Linked DNA regions of Anas platyrhynchos: region 2 is linked to region 1. The links are chromatin contacts, called in public Hi-C maps. All regions are on one chromosome and are shown on one strand. Each heading gives the region's core, a stretch centred on a gene start, on an enhancer-like site or on the middle of the called end of the contact. The rest is flanking DNA. Distances are from core to core; before and after follow the strand shown. Region 1 overlaps SKAP2 (src kinase associated phosphoprotein 2). Region 2 has its middle 100 kb from the start of CBX3.

The links. Hi-C and Micro-C count contacts between places; a contact is called where the count stands out from the background.
Region 2: a contact with region 1 is called in a Hi-C map of skeletal muscle, with 3 times the contacts expected there. The contact joins two enhancer-like sites. A contact is called at or near these places in 3 of 8 Hi-C or Micro-C datasets (skeletal muscle, small yellow follicle and subcutaneous adipose tissue).

The regions. Positions count from the first base shown.
Region 1 is chr2:124,722,447-124,728,042 of IASCAAS_PekinDuck_T2T, reverse strand. It overlaps SKAP2 (src kinase associated phosphoprotein 2), which reads right to left. Exons shown (of 13, transcript XM_027450966.3): 13 at 2,963-5,450. Among named protein-coding and RNA genes, the nearest start is that of SKAP2, 120 kb to the right of the region's middle. Within about 2 kb of position 3,757, at least 1 of the 8 cell types and tissues checked has an H3K27ac peak or open chromatin away from gene starts, as enhancers often do.
Region 2 is chr2:125,045,370-125,050,912 of IASCAAS_PekinDuck_T2T, reverse strand. No RefSeq gene overlaps it. Among named protein-coding and RNA genes, the nearest start is that of CBX3, 100 kb to the right of the region's middle. Within about 2 kb of position 1,347, at least 1 of the 8 cell types and tissues checked has an H3K27ac peak or open chromatin away from gene starts, as enhancers often do.

The sequences.
Region 1 (5,596 bases), core at 2,508-5,007:
AAAAAGAAAAAAAAAAAAGAAAAAAAAAAGAGAAAACAAAAGAGAAAAAGAAAAAAAGCCCAGAGTGTTTTATTGGTAGAGGCAAACAAAAAATAGTGTCATAAAGACATAGAGTGTTTGTTACTAGGCACCTGACATAATACATTTATAAAACTATCACAGTGGATATAGAACTATCAAGTTCCTAAACAAGAACCTTTAAACAAATAGATTTTTTTTAAAGCTTAAAAAAACACCCTCCTTCCCATACATAAATGTGCACTTAGGCCTGGCTGCTTTTGATTTAACTATAAGGAAAGAATGACAGCCCTCACAGAACAGAGCGGCAGAGAAGGAAGGAGGTCCCTCCGCTTCCCTGATGCCACACAACTGTTCACAGATTTCATCTTTTCCCTTTCCAAACTGAAATAAGTCTCAGAGGCTGAAGACTGCCACCGAATAAACTGCATTGCCCACGCCTGTCAGACTGTCTGCGCGCTGCTCTTCGCATGCTGACCCTATTAGATTTGACTATTAAAAAGCAGCATTGGGCCATGTCAGCTCTTGGGTGGGAGACTGCAAAGGCACACTTCTGCGCTGCTGGCGTTTGAAAGATTGATAATGATCCTGGGTAATACTTTTCCCTTTAACCCAAGTGGTTCTGTACGGGGGTCAGCTGTGTGGTGCTGCACACCCCGTCTCATAGCACAAGGTATAAAAACTGAAATCCCAATTGCTTGTGGCCATTGAAAATCCCATGGCAATATTTATAAGTATACAAGCAATTACAGCAGATGAAGTAGCCAGACTGGTTATTCTCTTCTGCCAACATAAATCCTCCCGCAGTAACTGAATGTACGAGTTTTTTTTTTCATCTCACAGCATAAACTTTAAAGTATTGCTGTAAAATGCTCATTAGGCATCAAAAATCTTTATAAAGTAACACTTGCTTCATAGCAGAGGATGAGAGAAAGTTTGTTCTACAGGTTGTGAGACACTGAGACTACTCCAGGATAAAAGCTCAAACCCACCAGTTTGCTATAGAAAAAAATATTGGACATAGTTTAAATTGCATTTAAAAAACATCTGTCTCCACCAGCAGCTCTTCTCAGACTGACTACACTGCAGTGCTTTATTCTCTCACACGTTGCTACAAGAGGACACTGGATTTTTAGTGGTTTTCCTGTTAATTAAGACTTGCTCCTTCCCAAAGGGTGAAAAGAAGCTGGCATTTCCAATTTTAAAATTGACTTGTGTTGGTATACCTTTCAGGTGCAGTGGTTATTCTTCTACTTTGCTTTGGATCCAGCTCCCTGTGGATTTATCTTCATGGGGTGTTGACTACGAATTCCACACAGCACAAACAGAATTGCCTAGATCCTATTACAAAATCATTCCTAAACAAATCCATAAAAGGCTACAACACAATGATTTACAGCTTATCATTACATGTTGTGGTTTACAATGTAAAGGGGGGGGGAAAAGAAATATATACTCCTTGGCACAACTCAGTTGGCTTAGAAAAGGAGCATCTCTTTGACCTGCCCATCCAGTAATCATCTTGGCCTCCCTTTCCTTCTTCCCGTAGCAAGGAGAGACTGGCCAAGTCACAGTTTCATTCCAGGAGCATGAAATACTGCACTTATAACTCAGCTTAAACCCTTTAATTTAAATCTGTGGTTTGAAGTTGGTTGCTGTTGACCCCTCACAAAATAACATGGGCTGTAGGGTGGGAAATGCACTCTGAAACAGAGATGTAGATTTGGCAGAGCGCTCTTCACTGAGCTCAATGACAGTGTTTTTCCAAATAAAGATGGAATGAAACAGACATCTGTCTGAGAGATGTCAGCCCCAGAGAAACCCTGGTAAGTGAAGGTTTTACAGTTTATCAGTACATTGTGCTATGTAAAGTGGAAAGTTGTTTACAAGGTTTCTATGCATACACTTATTCCCCCAGTTTCCATATTAATAAATTTTTCATCAACTTGAGGGAAGGAGATGAGAGAAACATCAAATGGCTCATGCAGCTGAAGTGTACGCCTTTGTCATCTACCTGGGTACTTTCATCCCATGTTTTAATATTTTACAGCTTTCCTACAGATCCCAGTGAGCTTTATCAAACCAGGATTCTCATTTACACCCACAACTTCATTTTTCTTTACCTGTAATAGAAAAAAATGAATTTCCATCTTTTCGCTACAGAAAATTCAGTGCATCTCTTTTATTTAGTTCAGGTTATGGAAATAATTGCGTCCTTTTAAGAAAGAGGACAAAGTATTTCGCAAAAGACATTTTGAAAACTGTAGGGCCTGGTTTTGAGCTACTGTTTGGGGAGCCTGATCCTAGAGAAACTGAATTCAACAGTTCTTCAGTTCCAGCAGTTTTTGGATCAGGTTCTAAAGGGTTATTCTTTATCCTCCTCCTAATTCTGCATCGCTCGCAAACTGCAAAGCAAAAACAAACAAAGTTCATGCATCTGGCTTTAAATATAGAATGGGATCTTAATTAGTATTCACATTCAGCTTAATTCCAGTCAACAAAAGTTTTTATCATGAAGAGGGGAGAATAAAAGTAAGCTGATGCACATCAACTGATCTCGCTGATGGAAGAGCTGGTGCATACACTACTACTGGAACATGTAATTGGTGGCAGTACGTACAAAGAGGTAAATCCTAACTAGGTGCTGGTCAAATATGTGAACCAGTTATCTGTATGTAGAAGTACATGAAAAAGTACCGGAGTGGCGTGGTTATATCTGGGCGCCTCTGCTATAAAAAGCATTTGTATTACCCTTACTTCTCTGAATAAATTCAAATGACAGCCCCATTTCATTTCTTCATTCAGTCTGGAGGCCAGATGGCATTAGAATCATTTACTTCACCTTGTTGTGCTTAATTACTACAATCAACACACTATTTTCCAAATTAATCATAACAAAGTAATTTCATTAGTAACACAGCAGGCTGTTGAATTATTAGCATCATAACAGTTTGCAAACAATTAAACTTTATTTGAACCTTAAAAATTTGCAGAGTAGAACATTATTGTAAGATCTAATGGCAGTATAGTACAAATTCAGAACAGAGCAAATAATCAAGTAAAACGCTGTACAAAATATGACTCACAACCACCTTTTTAAAAAATTAGCTGCCTGGCTGTTCACAGAAAGGCGAGCGCAACCTAAGCAAACAATGAAAATGAAGCGATTAGCATTTTCTAACACCGAGATTTGTTTAAGTAGCACCAGCGAAGGTTTTCTTAGCCAAAAAAGGTTACGGCGGCTGCACGGATTTAAAGCAAACAACCCGCCCGCGCTCCACCGCTGCTTTATTCGAGACACTCGCGGTGACTTTCCGAGCAGCTTTCTGTTAGGTCTCGGGTTTTAAGGCAGCTCGTTTACCTCCCCCCCCCCATGCCCGAGAAGGGGGGCAGAACCCCCGAGCCGCTCCGCAGACAAAAGGCACTTTATTCCTCCCGCTGCCGCCAGCCGGGAGGAGGGAGCTCGGCGGGCCGGGTGCCCATCCGTTGGCGAAGGACTCCCTCTCCTGGAAAAAAGGCAAAAAGCGGCGGCGGGGACGAGGGGAGGGGGAAGGGGGCCGGGGCCGAGCCGGGCTCCTCCCGGTGCCGGCGAAAAGTTGCTGCCACCTGCCGCCGCGGGCGCGCAGCGCAGGGATGCGCAGGGATGCGCAGGGATGCGCGGGGATGCGCGGCGCAGGGATGCGCGCAGCAGCCGCCCCCTCTCCCAGCCCCTTTTTGCCTTTTCCAAGCACACCTGCCCACGGACCGCGTTCGCCTCGGCCGATGAAGGAGGGTTCACCCCCAAAAGCTAGGCGGTGCGGGAATTTGGGGCGCCGGGAAAAGGAAAAGCAGCTCGGGGCGCAGAGGTGTGGGGTGTTAACGAGGGAGAAGGGGGTTTATGGCTGTGGCATTAAGGCCTTACCTTCTGTGCACAAGCCCCAAGTAGACTTGATAAAGTAGCACGAGAGCTGAAGACTCTAATCTATCCTTTGAATGCGTCACTGATAACGTCCAGAATAAATCGCAATGAGTATCTCTTTTTTAAAAATATATACCAAAACTCTGTACCTTCGTTGATTCCTGTTAGGATCCAGTGTACTAGGAAGTACCAGAAATGACCTAAAACAAGCACAGCACCTGAGCTTATTAAAAGGACCTAGCCCTGAGTTTAGGCTAACGTTACCCTTTAACCCACAGTGTTCCCAGGGCCTGCCTGAAGCATAAACAGCACAAGCAGCTACAGGGGGACCTGCACAGGCTCAGCAAGCCTCAGACTGGCCTGACCTGCCTCCTTGGCAGATTAAGGGGCCCACAAATCAAGTCTGGGGGAGGATTCAAAAAAAGCTGATCTTCCATGCTACTAGTCGAACACATCTCCAAAAGGAGAGGTTTAATTAACTCTACCTTGTCCAACTCCTTGTTCACAAGTGAAAATATTTATCTACTTTTTTTTTTTAATGTTTCAACTGATGCTCATAGCCACAAAGTCCTGACACTAAGAATGCAGGCACAGCCCTTTTTAACTCAGAGCTGAAGATGTCTGTTGAACAACTTGCATCAGAAATTCCACACAACAGGGTATGCAGATTTTACTCTGTGGAAAGTACAAGCAAGGTAGAGATAAAAAAAATAGCATTTCACCACCCACAAAATCACTCATCTACTTTTTATCTCATGTTGGCTTACCAAAAACTGTTGTCTTTAATACATTATCTTTGCCAAATTTTCACAAAATTCATACCTCCAAGTCACAATGCTATCAGCACAGTATTACCCCACGTAGACAGATTTACATCAGCAAAAGAGCCAAGCCTTCATTTTGTAGTACCGTAACAGTCATTAACATTAACAAAGCTAAATATAGAAAAAAATAAATCATTGGCTGAAACTGAAACAAAACAAAACCAAAAAACAACCAAACAAAAAACACACTTGGAAGCAGAATACTTTGAAGACTTAAAATAGTACACAGAAATTTCCTTTGATTTTCATAAAAACTGCAAAAAAATGTACAGTGAACTACTACATGAAACAGTTAATTCATGTACGAACTGTGCAATAGTTTTCTACTTTTGAAGTCCAGCTTAATTTTTTTAAATCTGAGTAACAGGTAAACACAGCCAAACTCCCTGAAAGAACACAAATGTATAGCAATACAGAGTGCTGCTATTATGCTTAAGAAAAGAGCAACAGGCACTATTTGACTGCTTGTGCTCCATATGTGAATTACCATGGATTTCATTTCCTAGCATTACAATTCTATAAAAAGTGACTAAGAAGAACATTTCCGTGGAATTATAATCAATTACAGTTTTTAATGTTTAATATATACGAGGCAATGATCTGACTACGTTTGCTGAAACCACAAAATGTGTACGGCACAATCTTCTTCCAGAGGTCGGGTCTGTAAACTGCAGCTGTACACCACTCTTGATTTCAAGTGCAGATTTCGCCTGATTAGGGAAAGGGAAGTTGAAAGCATATCATTAACAAAAAAACTAAAACACACGTATAAAACTCAGTCCAAATACTTATCCCCTTCCACAGATTTCTGCACAGATACGTACATATTACTGAAGTAGCAAAACTAACTAGAAAG
Region 2 (5,543 bases), core at 98-2,597, 330 kb before region 1:
CTGAGAGTAATTTAAAATTAATTAACCATCATGGCCTGGCTGTCCATTTCTGTTCCATACCCTCTGATACTGATCCTTGTGCTTCTGAGAGTTAAATAACTTTATTCCCGCACTGCTGGCTGACGGATAACAGCCCGTGTGTTTTGTTTCCACAATGCAGTATTGTTCGGGAACATAACAATGTAGTGATACTGTCAGGTTAGAGCACTAGCAGCTTATTATCTCATCAGGCAATCATCTCAAGTTTGGCCCAGAATATTTGTGAGCTGTTGTTCTTTTCATAAAGGCACAAATTAATTTGAAACCCGAATCTTTCTAGGGCACGGAGCAAAGCCTGCCCTTAGGTATGGGCAGGCAAGCAGTGACAGGCAGGCAGCGATGCTATGCCAGGTTTACTCCAATATAAAGTGAAGCTTTGGCTTCGTAAAGAAACCTTTTAAAATGCCATATTTTCCGTGTGCTGTGCAGCTGTCAGAGACCTAGTCGTTGTGTTGGTAATGCGACAGCTAAAGAAAAGTGGCTCATTCTGTGTTTTAGGGCTTACCCCTATCAGCAGATGCTGAGGGAGGAGCCCAGAAGCTCAAATCAGAGCCCAGGAAACACTTTTGCTTTACCTTTAATCTAAAACTGAATTTCTTATTCTGATACAGAAAGAAATGCTTGTGCAATGACATATGCTCACATAAATAGGTATTCAGGCTAGCACACTGAGGAACTGGCACCTTATCCGAGCTGCAGTCTCTCATTTCTCTCCAGCTGCCCTAGCAGTCCCTTTTCCCCATGGATCCAGCCAGCAGGACCAGGGAGCAATGCCCAAGAGCTGTTTTACACCCTGGGCAGTGACAGGGCTGCCCATCCTGATAGCCAAAAGGACACGTTTCCCGTGCTCCAGGATTTCTTGCAGCCAGAGCCCATTTCCCTGCCTGCACGGTGAGGGTTTGAGGCCAGGCTTTCTCCTGTTCAAGTTGAGAAATCTGCACAGTGACCCTGAAAAATGCAAAATAAACAGAAAAATACGACCATCATTTGGTTTTGTGCTGATAAATTCCTCAAGCCAGGACTGGAACTGCCCCAGCCACAGGACGTGCCACTGAAGTGCAGCAAGCCGAGCACTAACCCTGCATCACTTGGCACTGGGCTGAGCGAGGCTTTGCTCCTGCCCGTCACTGAAGTAATGAATGGGGAATGGCTACATGGTGGCAGCGCGGCCAGCATCTGTCAGAGCTCCCCGCCCGCCTGCCCGACAGCCCAGAGAGCAGCCCATCGAGAAACTTAATAAATAAACCTTTGGAGCTCCCACCCCTCGCCTCCTGCCAAACCTGGGGCTTGGCGTGCTTCAGGCGCAGTGCAGGAGTGTTTTTGTGATGCCTCAGCCTTGAGAGTGCAGCCAAACTCTCCCTGCTCCTGTGTGTCTGTTCAGAGCATCTCCATCACCTCTGGCTGCTGTCAGGCCTGTTCACACGTGGAAAATCTCCATCAACAGGTCTCTTCTGTCCTGCATCTCTCCCAAGGAGCTGGAGATCTGGTGTTAGCAGGTCAGAGGAGGTTTGTGGCCAGGGAGGGGCACAACACGTTGGCTCCTGGGGACTGGCATTGTTCATCCGACTTGTGTTACATGTGATTCAGAAATGTGAGGATTCAGAGCATCTGAATGCCCTTTGCTTGTGAAAAAAAAAAAAAAAAAATACAATGCCTCAGGTGGCTGTGATGAGCATAGAAGTCCTGCCCTGTTAAACAATTCCCTTCACTCCGTTCCTTGCAAAACCATTTCATACGGACCGACTGCGTGGTTACCCTGCACTGGGTATATATATATGCCCTCGGGGCACCATTTGAGACATTTCGTACAATAAAGAGGGCAGCACCCTAACAGATGATTCCCACCTCCACAGATAGGAAAGGCTTCTCTGTCACAGGCTGGGAGAGAACATTAAGCCTAATTCAGTGACCTCCCGGATTTCCTCCTGCTGTGAGAGCAGTGTTGAGAAAATCTGTTCTGGGACTTCAGTGAATTTATTTCCCAATAGACTCCTGACAGAATCTGGAATAATCAAGAATAATCTGTTCCTGCACCCATATCATCACTTTCTTGCACCCACCAGTGTGAACCCAGCACACCATGTCTGCTGGGGCAGTCTGGGTACTCTTTTTTATTTATTTTATTTTATTTTATTTTATTTTATTTTATTTTATTTTATTTTATTTTATTTTATTTTATTTTATTTTATTTTATTTTATTTTATTTTATTTTATTTTATTTTATTTTATTTTATTTATGTGTGTATGCAGGCTGCTGGCCTGCTAGGGACTACATCATAACCAGGCCAATTCTTTTCACAGAAGTAGTTAAAGAGCCTGGTGATCAAGCAGTGATGGGTCCAACCCCAATGTGCTTTCATCTCTATCAGCTTCCATTACTGTTTTCTGAAATATACACCATGATTGATATATTTTCTCTCAAAAATAACATTTTAGCTATAGGAAGAGGGCCCACAAGGTGGCTCAGGTGGAAAAGAAATGCAGGGTTTTGATCCCTGGCTAGTAAATGTAGGACAGTGTGATAAGAAAGTACTGCTCTGGAACAACTGCTTGAGACTGTCCAAAAAGACCTGCTGATTTGACTCCAGCTAACGATGGTGAGGTGCAGAACACCAAATCACTGCCTGGTGGGCTGAGGAGACCTTGTCTCACACCCATTCCAGAGACCAAGGGCTGAGACACAACAGCCTGTACATGCAAAGAAAAGTCATAGAATCATGGAGTGGTTTGGGTTGGAAGGGACCTTAAAGACCATCCAGTTCCAACCCCCTGCCATGGGCAGGTACACCTTCCTCCGGACCAGGTTGCCCAAAGCCCCATCCAGCCTGGCCTTGAGCACCTCCAGGGATGGGGCATCCACAGCTTCTCTGGGTAGCCTGTTCCAGTGCCTCACCACCCTCAGAGTAAAAAATTTCTTCTAAATATCCAAACTAAATCTACCCTTTTTTAGTTTAAAACCATTACTCCTTGTCCTATCATTACACTCCCTGACAAAGAGTCCCTCCCCTTGTATCCTTGTGATCCAGATCCAGAGACATCTGAGGGCACTGCCCTTCTGACTCATCCACAAGTACCATCTCCAAAGAGCAAATGTAAGGCTTGGGTAAGACTGTGAAGAGCAGACATCCTTCAGCACTTTCTTCTGAGTCAGTCAAGGAAGTTTCTGTTAAGCCAAATCCCTTCCGAAGCCTGTAAAGTCATTTGTTTTATACCAAAAAGATATTTATGAACTGAGAAGCATGGTATCTGTGCAGCTAACAAAATGCTCATGACAATAATTATCTTGCAGCTTATAATGTATGATTATCCACAGGGTATTGTTTTTGCTTTCTGAGTGGATAATAGGGCATTTAACAGTTGAATGATGAGTGGAGAACCGTATGTAAGCCTAATAATTCAGTACTTCTAGGTATTCATTTAGTCCTCCTTGTATCATCTGAATATTCACACAAAACACAAGCAAAATAAACCTACACATAACCCCCAATCAAGCGAGCAGATATGTCACAATTTCTTCTCAGAAAGAACTAGTTTCTGTGAAGATGGTTTTCCACGTGCAAATGTGAAATTCAGAAAATGACAGTGCAAATAGCACAAAAGTTATTTCTTTATCCACTCCATTGCAGTTTTCAAGGAGTAACAAGTAACCAAAACAACATGCACAGTATTAGGGCTAGGTTTGAATTGCCTGACCAGGGCAGCTTAGGAGAGCAGCAGTTACTTGATATTTTTGCTTCGTGTTTCCGTAAAACAGTTGCCCAGCAGATTGCTATCCTCTTTGCAAAAATGTGAGTTGGAAGGTAACCGGAGGGGTGGTTTGGTAGCGTGAGGCTGGTTCTTAGCTAGCAAAGACTGACACTTTTGCTCACTTTTTTTCTGCCAGTCTTCCTATAGTTGGAAGTGACAAATTTCTTTTGAAGCAGAATAACAATTCTTGCTGAAGTGAAATAGCAATTTCTCAAATCTGCTGAAAAAAGAACCACAATCACATTAAGTCTCAAAGTTTAGAGAATAATTTCCAGTGCTGTATTTTGGAAATAGAAGCTTTTTTAGAACACCATTTTTGCTAAAGGGAAGCAAACACCTGGGCCCGTTGTGCTTGCCCTACTCGGCACTTACCACTGAAAAAGCCAACATCAGAACCAGTCAGTTTTTTCAAATCTGAAGAGAAAACACTGGCAAGGCTGCCTCGGTGGGATACATCACCTCCACAGGTCTGCAGCCATGTCTGTTACTGGTTTGGCCTCATAACTTTGCACACTGACTTGCTTTAGGACCCCATTGCTAGTTCTGAATTTTATAATCATGCTGTTTAGCAAAGCTAGTTGCAAAAGCTGGAGAATCACACTATAAAACATCAGTGCTTTAGGACCCACTTCAAACTGAAGTCCTAGGCCAAATGTATTAGATAAGATTAACTAATTTTGCCTAACTTGTAGGCAGTATTTCTATAACACCATGAGATACTGAGGATGGCAGGATCTAGTGAATGACCACAGTAAGGGTGACTTAGAAATTTGCTTTTCCACAGATCAGAGAAATGAATTAAATTGGACTTATTTCATAAAAACAAGCTCCTGTTAGATACATTCGAAAGCAAGGCCATCCATATGCAGACAGTAACTGTGTTCAGCCATGGAAGGCACGCTGACAGCCTCCTACCTTGATAGCCATGGAGTTCACATGAAAGGAATTTTCTTTTGGTGATTAAAAAAAAAAAAAAAAAAAAAAAGAGGATTTTACAGAATATGCATATTTTCTAACTGAAATGAACCCAGACTAATTCTGGGCACCCATAACCCGCAGTGGCAGACCTTGTCCTACCCTCCAGATCTGAACACTTCCGCACACACGAACTTTACAAACAGCTAAATGCAGACCCACAGAGTTCACCTGGGACACTACAGGTGCAGTCAGCAAAGGCTTTTTCAGTGCCTGCCCTGGACGATGAACCATTCCCATACAGAGGGAGCTTTCCCAAATTTCCACATTCACTAAGGACTGCTAATGAGAAACACCGATAAGAAATGCTGTGAGGACAAAATGGCATTAAAACAATCCCCACACAGTGCACCCCAGGCAGCAGGAACCCCACCTCATCGGTCTGCACCAAGCCTGTGTGCTGGGCCAGGCCACAGACACGAAGAGGACACGATTAAAAACTGTAAGTGCCTCAGCTAGGGTATAAGCAATTTAAATCATTTATCAAATCTCTTGAATATAACAACCATTTTCAGTTAACTGACCACTGACTGAAGTCTCAGGAAATTTGGGGCATATTTGCTTCATGCACCACAGAATCCGGTATTTCTTAATTTTTTGCATAGTTTAAGATAGCTGTTTCTCATGTTGTCACGCAAGGTTTATTCAGCCCATAGATTTAAGGCGTGGTTTTTTTGCTCAGAAAGGTATGTTCTGAGCTCAGAGGTGAGTGCTGGGGAGCTTGGTCTGATGGGCGCCTTCCCGGAACATGAGCAAAGAGTTCGTGGAGAACCACTTGCCAG